Linked DNA regions of Mus musculus: region 2 is linked to region 1. Evidence: chromatin contacts called from public Hi-C data. All regions are on one chromosome and are shown on one strand. The core of a region is the stretch at or near the end of the contact, and the rest is flanking DNA. Distances in the headings are between cores, read along the strand shown.

Evidence for each region. A called contact is a pair of places that touch in the nucleus more often than the background predicts.
Region 2: a Hi-C map of bone marrow-derived macrophages shows a contact between it and region 1, with 19 read pairs. The contact joins two enhancer-like sites. A contact is called at or near these places in 1 of 484 Hi-C or Micro-C datasets (bone marrow-derived macrophages), 1 of 115 datasets of contacts at active chromatin or transcription factors (differentiating embryonic stem cells) and 1 of 9 other capture datasets (liver).

The regions. Positions count from the first base shown.
Region 1 is chr1:128,395,336-128,401,997 of GRCm38.p6, forward strand. The region is part of intron 4 of Dars (aspartyl-tRNA synthetase); the gene reads right to left. Among named protein-coding and RNA genes, the nearest start is that of Dars, 19 kb to the right of the region's middle. Within about 2 kb of position 3,871, at least 103 of the 459 cell types and tissues checked have an H3K27ac peak or open chromatin away from gene starts, as enhancers often do. A contact at or near this core is called in bone marrow-derived macrophages, where this site is marked.
Region 2 is chr1:128,719,057-128,725,718 of GRCm38.p6, forward strand. No RefSeq gene overlaps it. Among named protein-coding and RNA genes, the nearest start is that of Cxcr4, 130 kb to the left of the region's middle. Within about 2 kb of position 3,210, at least 47 of the 459 cell types and tissues checked have an H3K27ac peak or open chromatin away from gene starts, as enhancers often do. A contact at or near this core is called in bone marrow-derived macrophages, where this site is marked.

The DNA of each region.
Region 1 (6,662 bases), core at 2,621-5,120:
GAAGTACCCATGTGTTAACTCACAAATGCCTGTAGCTCCAGTCTAAGGGGACCTGACACCTTCCTCTAGCTTCTGCAGGCACCAGAAACACAAGTGGTGCACAAAGATACATGCGGACAGATCATTCACACACATAAATTTAAAAATCCACTTAATTAGGTATAGTAAATTGAAATTAGTCCTAATACAACTGCCAGTGAATCAGAACACAAGGCTGTCAGCGTCAGCCCCTTCTCATGACTGAGATCTTCAGCGACATCAAATGCCATAGGTGATGAGACTGTAACAGGAGACTAACAGGTCTCGTGCTATCCCCAAAGTAAACATTAGGAAGATCAAATTCTTTCTAATCCTTTCAGATAAATAAAGAAAAGTAGGAAACTACAAATGTATGAAGAAAGGGAGATAGGAAGGGAGAGAGGGAGGGAGGAAAGAAAAGGAGGAAGGGACATAAAGGTGGATTAGTGAATTTTCTTTCCCTCAGTAGGTCATTGTACTCTGGAGATCTAAAAAACAAAACTCACAAATGCCCTGAAAAGGGTCCTATTTGAGGAGATAATCTGAAGGTCATTCATTGCTCAGATTTTCATTTCTACATAGGCATTAGATGAAAAAAATGTTAATTAGCACACCACTCTAGTCAAAAGCATGGCACTACTGCATGCACATGGGGAAAATATAATCCTGGGGAGGGAAAACCCATCTCTTCTTTCTTATCTTGGTGTTGGGTCTTGGGCCAAGTGGCAACTCTTCCACCTTCCCTTTTTCCCCCTTCCTTCCATTCATGCAGTTTTGTTTTGTCTTTCTGAGTACAAGGAATCACCTGGGATGGGTGTTAGCAAATGTTTGCAATGCTGGCACTTAGAAGGCCGAGGTAGGAGGACTGGTATGAGTGGAAAGTCCTAAATTACAAAGTAATTAGAAGCTAGCTGGGGTAGAACATGCAACCCTGTAATCTATCTAAAAACATCAAACCAAACCTAACCTCCAGCTTAGACTGTCACTGACCTGGGAATGACAGAATGGTCTTAGATTTTAAGCTCTTTCTTTATTGGCTGTGCTGAGGCTAGAATCTGGGGCTTTATTGCTCCTGTTAGTGAAGTATTCTACTTCTCACTGACCCACAGTCCTAGCCTTTGAGAGATGGCTCAGTGGTTAAGAGCACTGAGTTCAAATCCCAGCAACCACACGGTGGCTCACAACCATCCGTAACCAGGTATGACGCCCTCTTCTGGAGTATCTGAAGACAGCTACAGTGTACTTATAATAAATAAATAAATCTAAAAAAAAAAGTTAAGAAAATATAGTTTTAAAACTTATTTTTTGGGTCTAATAGTTAAGAGACCTTGTTGCTTTCGAAGAGGACCAGGTTCAGTTCCCAGCACCCACCTCTGGTGGCTCATAGTTCAAGGGACCCACCATACTCTCTGGCCTCCTGAGTACCATGCACACACATTGTATACTTACAAACATGCAAAGAATCATACACATAAAATAAAAATAAGTTTTAAAAACCACCCTATTTTTAATTACAAAAGAATATTTAGTTATTATCCAGATTCAAATGCTAATACAACTTCATCCTCTGTGGTCACTGGTTTCTTTTTTCTTTGGTTTTTTTGTTTGTTTTTGTTTGCTTTTTAAAAGATTTATTTATTTATTGTATGAGTATACTGTTGCTGTCTTCAGACATACCAGAAGAGGGCATCAGATTCCGTTACAGATGGTTGTGAGCCACCATGTGGTTGCTGGGAATTGAACTCAGGACCTCTGGAAGAGCAGTGGGTGCTCTGAACCACTGAGCCAGCTCTCCAGCCGGGTCACTGGTTTCTATTTGGTACATTACTGCACATTTTTTTCTCTCATTTGCAGAGAATATGGAATGCTTCATAAACTTTATGTCATCATTTCACGATAGTTTGTTGAATTTATTTGTATTTTTTTAAATGCTGAAGAAGCTTAACACACTTTTATTTTGTAGCTCATAAGTCACTGCAATATGCACATCTCTACAGCACTGCCCGAATTATCACCCAGCCATTTCCTTCTAAGTTCCAGTTATGTTTAGTGCTTGAGGCACACAAACACCATTCCATTTACACTATACAAGTGCCCATAAGGTAGGGATTATCATTTAAAGATGAAAAAACAAAACAAAACACCCAGATCCTAAGGAGTTAAATAATCAGCTGACCACAAATAAGTCAAAGGTTATTTGTTACTAAACCAAAAAGTAGCACTAAATTTAAATATATCTTCACACTTGCAAACAATACACTTTCATTCTTTTTTGGAGACCCCCCCCACCCCACCCCCCGCCCCCAGACAGGGTTTCTCTGTGTATCCCTGGCTGTCCTGGAACTCACTTTGTAGACCAGGCTGTCCTCAAACTCAGAAATCCTCCTGCCTCTGCCTCCCAAGTGCTGGGATTAAAGGCATGTGTGCCACCACGTCTGGCTACACTTTCATTCTTAAGACCCTATGGGCTACAATGTTTCTCTAAAGCTTTGTGACACGCCAAGTAATGGGCCACCTGCTAAGAGTTTTCCAATGTTCAGGAATCTTATTACCTTCTTCAATAGCACTGATATAGTTTGATGCCCTAATGTTGTCAACTTCAGCAGAGCTCAGCAGAATCTTTGTATGAAATAATAAGTCATTAATTATATTTAAGCTAGGTGATTTAATGCCATAAACTAGCTGGGAATTTCTGACATCAGATTTCAGACTTAATCTTATGTGTGTATGGAGCTCCTAAGGTCAGAGAATAACTTACAGTGCCAATCCTTGCCTTCTAGTTTGTTTGAGACAGGGTCTTCTTATCATTTTCCTGCTTTGTATGCCAGGCTAGCCAGCCAGAGCTTCCAGGAAGTCTCCTGTCTTTACTCTTCTATATCCCTGTACAAGTACTGGGATTACAGACCTGTAGGATCCTGTGTTCATTATTTACATGGGTGATTCAAAATCAGGTCCATAAGCTTAAATGATATGGCAAATGCTTTACCCACTGAGAAATCTTCCCAGTCTTAGACTTAAGTTTTTTTAAAAATTACTTATACATTTGTACATGGCTGTTTTGCCTTCACACCATATGTGCACAGTGCTTACAGGTGCCAGAAGAGGATGTCAAATCCCCTGCAACTGGGGCTATAAACAGTTATGAGCTGCTATGCAGCTGATAATCAGATCCAGTTCTCTGTAAGAATAATTCGCTCCCTTAATTGTTGAATTATCTCTCCAGGCTTCCTAGATTAATTTTTTGTTGTTGTTGTTTTGTTTTTTTGTTTTTCGAGACAGGGTTTCTCTGTGGATCCCTGGCTGTCCTGGAACTCACTCTGTAGACCAGGCTAGCCTCGAACTCAGAAATCCGCCTGCCTCAGCTTCCCAAGTGCTGGGATTAAAGGCGTGCGCCATCACTGCCCAGCTCCCTAGACTAATTTTTAAAGCATACCTTTATCCAAAATTTCAGGACAGAGCTACATAGTCATTTCTTCCCTAACAGATAGCAACTTGTTCCAACAAAGAGTCAAAGCACGTAGGTTCAAGGAGCAGTAATGAATAACAATGCAAAGGCTTAGCCTAAGCTACCAACTTATCCAAGTGGATAATTGGCTTCTTTGGGTCTCAACTCTAGGTAAGTATTTACTCTTACCAGCAAACTAATATGTTTCCATAGTTTTTAATCTTTTTCCCCTTGTTGACCCAAGTTTGGCCAAGTGCCCGGACCAGTACAGATGTTAATAAATAAGTTTTCTAAGTCAGTGAGACTTCTGAGTAATAGTCTTTCTATTTCACAGCTCTAATAGTTACAATGTAGTAAATCAGAATGTTTATACCTACCAACCAGTGAAATATCTATTTTAGGAGAAATATCTCAAAGGAAGGAAAGTAAACAAAACTAGTATGTAGCTAGGTGACTCACTAGAGAATGAGGAATGTACTTGTGACTCAGCTGCTATCAGTAAATCATTTAACCACAATGACTAATACAAAGAAAAATAAAGCCAAGCACATATATTTATGTACAGAATAAACTTTGTTTTCAGAGTCAAAACAGCCTGATGTTGAGGTAGAGTGAGGATGAAGAATAATACGTAATTCTTAATTTTAAAAACTACTGAAGCAGAGGCCAGGAGAACTCTGTGAGTTCCAAGTCAAACTTGTCTATACAGCAAGTTCCAGGCCAGCCAGGGTACAAGGTGAGAGACTGTCTCTAACAAAACAAACATTGAAATTACTATCCATATTAGTTACAGCTCTTTAAAGCTGCTGCTACAAAATCAGCCTTAAGCCTCAAAAACTTGCATTTATATTAACTGTTGTCCGCTATTAATACTCGATACTGAAAGGCTTCCAGAGCACCTTACCAAAATAAAAACAAACAAATCCAAAAAACTGCCTTTATAAGACTTAATTGTAACTCACACAAATGATAATGAATTAAAAACTTTTTTCAAAAGAAAAAAAGTCCGACTTCTTGCTCAGCTCTTTAAAGAATCAGGTGACAATGTAAAGTGAGGTCAAAAGCTCAGCCCTCTGCTTCCCGAGAAATTCCATTTTCAGAAAGACCGTCAACCATTTCAGACACACAATTAAGATTCTGGCCTTAAAATCCCTATGGAGGCGGATGTGCCAACCTCCCTGTGTAATTCATTCAGCTGCTTCATTTTTCTGCTCATTCAGTCACAAGAAAATTGATCTAACAGATTGATTAAAATGATCTGCTCAAGCGTCCTATGGCACTGAATCTAATTAGTGAGCCAACTTTTGGGTGAGAATATTGATAAACTGGACGATCCCAGGACACATTTCCCTCCACATTAAATTCCAATGTTTCTTTTCAAGGAAAAAAATTTCAAAAGCTCAAAATTAGCAATACAGTTTAGTCAATAAGGACTCAGATTTAATATCTAAAGTAAATGCTAAGATCATTATCTACTTAAGATATTAAAAGTGACCTTGATTTTTGCCTTTTAAGTGATTAGGAAACCCCAGCTGGAACTATCTGATTTGGTATTTTTAATAGTGGAGTCCTAGCTTTTCTCCACCTGGTAAAAGACCAATGGGAATAGGGTTAAACATAGGGCTGTATGGAATTAACATATAAATACCATTCTCCCCCCCACTTTGTAGAGTAAGTTCACTGTTTTATTGTCCAGTGTCCTTGGGTTGCAATCTTCAAAATGGAAACACCTAGAGAGCCAACAGAGTTCAGGTCCTCCCTCTGCAGTAAAATCAGCCACAAGTATTTCATATGTAAAACTGACCCAGGAAAGAAGTAAACACTAAATGAGGGTTAAAAGCAGCCTTTTCTTCATTTCTGCGGGTATTATTTTCTAAACCAGATTCTGGCAGCACTGTTAGCTGGCCCACTCCCTAAGCAGCTGGCTTCCCCCAAACAATGTGCTACAAAATATTCTTTTCAATCACTTCATGCTTCATTGGTCCTCAAATTTTTAACGTCAGCTAAAAACATAAGTAAGCTTTTCACTGTATTTAAGCACAACACCCAGAACTGGTTTAGAAGCTGGTCATGTGTTGTTTTGATCTTAATAGGAGGCCACTGCATATTTTATGGAACTCACTGTTTTCCAAATATTTCTTGGGTAATTATACTTATAAATGAGAGGATAAAAAGCAAATATCCTCAAGAATTCTGCTAACTAATGAAAGTATCTAAAGGCTGTAAGTCTTCAATCTTAACCCCCACTGTCAGGCAGAATATATAGCAACTGAGTGGCAGATCAGGTCACGATCCCACACAATGGCCTCAGTCTGGGTGTGAGAAAAGCACCAGGAGTCTGTAGAACAAGGAACTTACAGACATTGCCCGTCAAGGGGAAGAGAAAGGAACAGAGATGAGGGAGTTCTGGGTGAGGAGCAGGATGATGGGGAGCCTTGAGGGAAGGGTCTAAGAGAACAGTAGAGTTATTTCTACTGAGTTCCCTAAACTCTGAAGCCATCTTCCACTCCTGTTATTTTCCTTATTCCCACACAGGAGTAGTTAGCAAACAGGGAAGATGTTTTTCAAGAAGATGTAACACTTGTTTAAGAACAATGCCAACAGTATCTGAGTTAGGCAACACCAATGAGAAACACGAGGCCAATGTTATTAGCTATGCCCATGTGCACTTGATGTCCCACCTTCCCTCCAATTCCAGGCAGCTTCCACAGGACTTCACAACAACAGAAGCTACATTTCTTTCACAAGCAAATTACAGATATTTTTCTCAAAGTAAAGTGCCATACTTAACTATGTATTTACTAACCACCCAACATTTGTAAAACTGTTCAACCTACCTTTAAAAAGTCGTATTCTTGCCCTTTACAAATGAGCCATTAAAGGCCGGGCAGTGGTGGCGCACGCCTTTGATTCCCTGCACTTGGGAGGCAGAGGCAGGTGGATTTCTGAGTTCGAGGCCAGCCTGGTCTACAGAGTGAGTTCCAGGACAGCCAGGGCTACACAGAGAAACCCTGTCTCGAAAAACAAACAAACAAATAAACAGAGTCATTAAGTTTCTCAGCATTATGCCGTTAGCCTCACCCATAAACCGTGATCTTATTGCCCAATTTCATGCTGCACAGTGATTTTTAGGAATGTATATGTCACACAACAGAACTGACAATGTCTTAAGTCCCATTTTTGAAAAATGTAATTTTAT
Region 2 (6,662 bases), core at 1,960-4,459, 320 kb after region 1:
CTACCTGGACATGTGTAGAATTACTAAGGGCACCTGGCAGAGTCCATCATGAGGAGAGATGGTGGCCCAGAGGATAAGGGCAGCAGGCTAGGTTTCTGGGACCTTGGTACAATGGTTCCTCTTTTCTGCCTACCTGCACCAAACTCAGTCTTGCTCCCTCTCTGGCTGCAAAAAAGTACCTTTGTTTTAAGGCAATAACTTGGATGCTTTCCACTTACTTGTGTCTGTCTGCCTGCCTGCCTGCCTGTCTGTCTGTCTGTCTATTATTTTTCCCTGTTTATTAGCTGGTTTCAGAGTTTGTCTATATCCTGCACTTCTGGATCTCATTTAGTTGTGTGTCTTTAGGAAGGTGTTTGCTTCTTTTTTGGAACTCAGCCCTCTCTCTATTCTTACTGATTTAAGCTTGACCCCAAGATGAAAATAGCCCCACTTTTAGCCTTGGGTCCCATGAACCTGCTCAGCAGGACTGATGGCCAACCTCTGTGCTCCCCATGAAGTGTGAGAGATGAGGAAAAAAATTATAATTGTCTCCCAAAGACACAGGGATGCAAACTGAAATCTTGAAGTGCCATTCATGTCTACTATATCAGTAGAAATTAATTAATCAGATGACAGCAGGGATGGTGAGCTCTGGGCATCAAGGAACTCCCTAAGTAGGAATGTAAATTAGTACAGTCTTTTTGGAGAACAACTTGGAATATCTATTGAAATAAAAGAGGAATTACTACTGTGAAACAGCAATTCTTTCTTTGGTTATTTAGCCTGGAGACTATATTATATAGGTGTACAGATATGTCCTTGCATGTTCACATGCACCGTCCATATGTGTATTACATATGCACATATACAAACAGCTCAAGTACAAAAGAATGATCATTGTGCAGCCCAGGGTTGTGGTTCATGGAATATGTAATAGGACAGAATAGACAGAAGTTGATACGTGCCCTGGATTAACTTTCTATACAGCTGTGTAAATTTTAGACACTGACAAACTAAAGCAAGATGCCAAAGGCTAACTGTGCGGAACATATATGTGTATACGTATGCAGGTACAATTCACGTTCTTATCAGAAGGTTCATATTTATTAAAAATTAAAACTATGTGTGAAAACAACAGATTGAATAGTAACCTCTGAGGAAGGAGAAAGGGTAGACCATCCAGCACTGGTTGGGAGATGGCGAGGGGGAGCAGTTGGCCAGTAATAATAAGTTACAGTTAGGAGGAAGCAAAACAAATCTGAAGCTGTCGCTCAGGCCAATGACTACAAGCATCAGTAAGTAATGTCTGTATGTTTCAAAATGATGGATGTATTCTCAATCTTTTTACCTTAAAGAAATGGTGTTTGGGGAGATAACTATGCTTAACCTGGCATAGATGTTATCATACATACCTATACTAAAATAGCACATGGTGCCTCATTCATATGTGGATTTTTCTTCTGTGTACTCCAGTGGGAAAGTAAGTTTAAAACTTGCATTGGAAAAAGCAGTAGAGGCATGGCAAGATGGCCCAGCAGATAGAGGTGCTAATGTGCAGACCTGATGACCTGAGTTCAATTCCAGGTCCCATAAGGTGGCATGAGAGAACTGACTTCCCAGAATCCTCTGTTTCCACAGTAAAGCACTTGTGTATTACATATGTGTATTGCACATGCACACCAACTAATAGCACAAGCACAGAAAAATGATGATTATATAGCTGAAAACACACACAATGACACATAGACTCACAGAAACACATACACACACACAAGTTTTAAAAAAGACGTGAAACTTTACTTGCATGTGGACATTTTACTTCTTTGAAAGGGCATATGGAAGGAGGATTGGAGAAAGAGGGTAAGGGGTAGAAAGGAGAGAGACAGAGGGGGAGGAGGAGGGAAGGGAGAGAAAAGGGAGAATTTGAAGCTGTTTTAGCAAAATCTTGGTGATGGACTTACAGAAATATAGTATATTATTTTCTGTTGTTATGATTGAAGTATGTCATAATTACAAATTTTGAATGTATGAAAATGAATGGGGGTTGGGAATATATCTATATTGGTGGGTAAGGAGCTTAGTGTACAACCATGAGGATGCAAGTACACTTCAGGCATCCACAGAAAGGCAGGCATGGCAGCATGCATCTTTAATCCCAACACCAAGGAGTGGATGCAGAAGGCTTCTGCGAGCTCACTGATCAGCCAGCCTAGCCAACTGGTGAGTTTCAGGTTCAGTGACAGGCCTTGTATCAAAAATAAGGTAGAGAGTAACTGAGGAAGACATTCTGCTATTGACCACTGGTGTCTACATGCACACATGTACACATAGGCACATGCGAATCCTTCCTTACACATGTACACACATGAATATGTATACATATATGTGCAGAAATGTAGCATATTATTTTTCTCTATTGGTGTGACTGAACTACTTGATCCTTTAACATTTTAAATGTAAGAGAATGATTTAACAGATTCACTTTAAATCTTTTACTTTTTGACAAATATATTAATATCAATATATTAATGTGTCATATTAATATGTAAAATATACAATTATAGCAATATATCAAAACATATATATATATATATATATATATATATATATATATTCCAATTTCCTCCCCACTCCCCCTAGACACTTCCCACTATACCCCCTTTTTATCTTCCTGATCTCTTTAGACTCACTTTGGTCTTAGAAGACTGACGCTATCTAGAGATGCATAGTCAAGCATTTTCAAGCACGCCCATAGGAACATCTGGTCAACCTTTGGTTCCAGTATTTCTTCTGTGACTTTGTGTCCACACCTGCCTTAGTTGAGATGTGTGTGTACTGAATTCTCCACTAGTGGGACTCAGGAGAAGAGAATGCTCACTTTGAGAGAAACCAAGTCTCCAGGTGGCTTTAAGTCTTGAGTGCCATTTCTGCAACCCCAGCCTTGAGCTTCCCACCACAGTGCATGTTGGAACTGTGAGAATCAGGGCCCCTGGCCAGCCTTGTTGGAGGACCCAGGGAAAATAGAGGAAGCTGAGCTTGGAACCTGCTCTCTGGTGTTCCTCTTTGGAAAGGCTGGCATGTAAGGGGACTTGCCAGGATAAGCCTGCAGAGAGGAGGAAGCCAGACTCTCAGGGTAAAATTCTGTTGAAGTACGGTAAACAGCCCAGGACTGTTGCTTTCCCAGACCTTACTTCCCTAAACGAGGGCATGTGCTACAAAGGCCTGGTGATAGAACCCTGGGATCTGTAAGGCCAGGCTAACAGAAAGGCAAAATCTGAGCCAGTGACTCATGGGGACCTTCCAAAGTTCTCTTTCTCCTAGGACTTTTGAAAAGCCTCCTAGAAGCAGATATCACATGTCAGACTCCACTCTTGTCTCTGTGCCAAAACAACTTCCTCAGATTCTTTGTGTCCATTAACATGTAGCCAAGCTCAGGGCCTCGCTAGCAACCAGAAAAAAACAAAAACAAAAACAAACAAAAAATGGATATAAATGAGAACTAGTATCTTTTAATCTTGGGACTAATATCTCTATTTTGTAGTAAGCAGGATCACACCACTTTCAAGATTTTCTTCTATTTCTCTCTCTCTCTCTCTCTCTCTCTCTCTCTCTCTCTCTCTCTCTCTCTCCCCCCACCCCCCGTGTGTGTGTGGTGTTTGTTTGTGTGTGTGTGTCTGATGGTGCATGCACATATGGTGAAGAAGCTAAAGGTGATATCAACTGTCTTCGTCAATCATCTCCAGCTTAGATCTTGACATAGGGTCTATCACTAAACTTTCAGATTCCTTCCTCTCTTGGCTAGGCTGGCTGGTGGGACCCAGAGGTTCTCTCCCTTTCCAGTGCTGGAACTATAAATGTGGGCTGTAGTGCTTGGCTATTTTTAACTGGATTCTGAGGGATTGAACTCTGGGCCTAATGCTTTAGCAGCAAGCACTTTACCCACTGAGCCATCTTCACAACTCCCTAAGTTCCCTTCTTTTAGGAGAAAAAAAAATGGTAAAAGATTTGAAGAAGCAACAAAAACATCACAGTAGATGCCAGGATAAGGGTTACAATTCGTACAGCTCTATCTGAACATCTTTTAATCTAGGGTTTTTTGTTTTTGTTTTTTTTTTGTTTTTTTTTTAATGCAAAGACACCAGAATTGGGCCTGAGTGAATGGGGTTGCAGCTGCCACTCACTCAGTATGATCTCAGGCTAGAACATGAGGGCGGAGGTGGGACAGCAACTGCCAGAGTGTATGCTTGACTAGTTCAAAGCTCTTGCCTTACCTGGTCCTTGCCTACAGATTCACACTACAGATCAGTGATTACAGGGGTTTGCTGCGTGTAGGGTCCCCAGGAGCTTTAAAGGATAGGGGAAGAATCTCTGGTATGCCGCCAACCAACTATTGCAGAATCTCAGAGACAAGACTCCTGCGTCTGCACTTTCTTTTGGTATTTTGAGTTTGTCTGTGCATGTGTGTATGCATCTGTGTGCATCTGGAGGCCACTGGGTGTCCTGCTTTATCTGAGATAGAACCTCACATTCAACTATAACTGTACCTAACCTGTCAACCAGCAAGCCCTGGGTCTCCCCACTCCCCACGCTGGTGTTACATGCGAGATTTTAACATAGGTGCTGGAGATTCATACTTGAGTCTTCATGTCCGTGAAGTAAGAGCTATAACCCCAGCTCTTTATCTTCATTTTGTTTAATTCCCTGGGGGTTCTCACCATGGCCTTTGTTCCTAGGGTCCTAGTGAAAAAGATCAAATCCCAGAAGATTTCATGATGTTAACTTCAACCCAAGACCACTGGGGGGTGGTTTCCCAAGGACCAGCTGCTGAGCCAAATGTTTCCAGTGGATTATCTAATTAAAATTTCAAAGCAACACACTGAGATAACTTATTTCTTTCACAGAAGAGGAAACTGACCTTCAAATAAGTTAAGGAACTTGCTCAAGGTGATGAAGCAGAATGTGATTTGACTTCAGAGGGTGAACTTGGCCCTGATACGATCAAGGTGGAAAATTACAACCTCCCTCCTACACGTGAATGTGCACGTGCACACATTCTCTCTCTCTCTCTCTCTCTCTCTCTCTCTCTCTCTCTCTCTCTCTCTCTCTCTCTCTCCCCTCCCTCCCTCCCTCCCCCCTCCCCCACTCATTATACTTGAAGCTTGACATTTGGCTTGGTTGGCTGACCAGTAAGCTCCCAGGACCCACTATTCTCTGCCCCTAAATGCAGATGGTTACAGGCACACAGGACCATGCCTGGCTTTATTTTATTTAATTTTAATTTTATTTTATTATTTTAGTGAGGATGCTTGAAATTCAAACTCAGGTCATCACGGATGGGTAAAGAACACTATTAGTTACTGAGCCATCTCTCCAGTTCCTGTCATTAGCTTTATATTGAGTATCACAAGGAGGTTGTGAAGTATCAACATCTGGTGTTTGTATACATAGGACACTGGGAAGGAGGTGAGAACACTCTAATTTTAGGGTCCTTCGAAGTTGGTGGTGGAATTTTCCCTTCTTTTTTTTTTTCCCAAGAGAGTGTGATGATGTAATGGAAAAGAGAAGAATGAGATCATGGTTTATCTGTTGTTCTACTCTTGAGCTGTGTACTTCTGAGCAAGTGACTTCCCCTCTCTGGGCTTCTGTTTCCTCATCTGAAAAACAAGGAAATCAGAAGCTGGGGATGTAGTTCAAATGAGAGAGTGCTTGCTTAACGTTAGAGAAGCTCCGGGTTCCATCTCCAGCACTGTATAAACCCAGTGTAGTGGTACATGTCTGTAACTCCACCGCTCGGGAGCTGGAGGCAAGAGGATCAAAAGTTAAAGGTCATCTTTGGCTGTGAGTTCAAGGGCAGTCTGGGCTACATGAGCATGAGTCATAAAACACAAACAAAAAAAGGGGAAGAAATAAATCAATTGCTTGTAGACCTTCCAGCTCTGTGACCCTAAGGTGCCATTTCATCAGTTTCCTCTGTCTACCCAATAGGTTATCTGTCCCGTGGTCATTGGTTCAGTTCTTATACCTACCACATCTGCAGGGCAGATTGCAAGCTTATGATTAACAACGAACAGAGACTCAGTCACCATTCCAGAATGGATAGAACCCCCAGGTAGCAGTAGATGGTCCAAGAATTTTTTGGGAAAATATCTTATTTTATTGTGGAATAACAATTTTGCGTGTAGATTTCAACTTCATAGGGATGAAGGTTGAAACATGAGGAAACATGCAGAGGAAGGAAGCCGAGACAAAGCTTCAAGTCAGACCCAGGTTCTCTGTGGTCAGAGGATGGCAATAGGTGGTGCTCATGGGAGATGCCAGCTGTCTGTCCGAGCTGGGTACCCAGCCTTGTATGCTTCACAGCATCCACCTCCTGAGGTCTTTTTTGAGACAAACATGAGTGACTGGTAACCTTGTGAATTAGGTAGGAACTTTTCTTTCCTTGGAAAGCAGAATTTCTTCTTTTTTTTTTCCCTGGAGGATGAAACTTCTGCCCCAAAACATGGCAGGTCAGTTGGATATGGAGAGGTGGTGGAGCAGGCATGGGTTCAAAAGCAAAGGAACATCTTTGTAGGGCATGCCATCAGACTGGGTTGTGACAGTCCAGTGACTAGTCCTATCTGCCATCACAGTCTGAGTTTGAGACTGGTAGGTCCAATGCACACCATCTTCCATTCAAAGTAAAA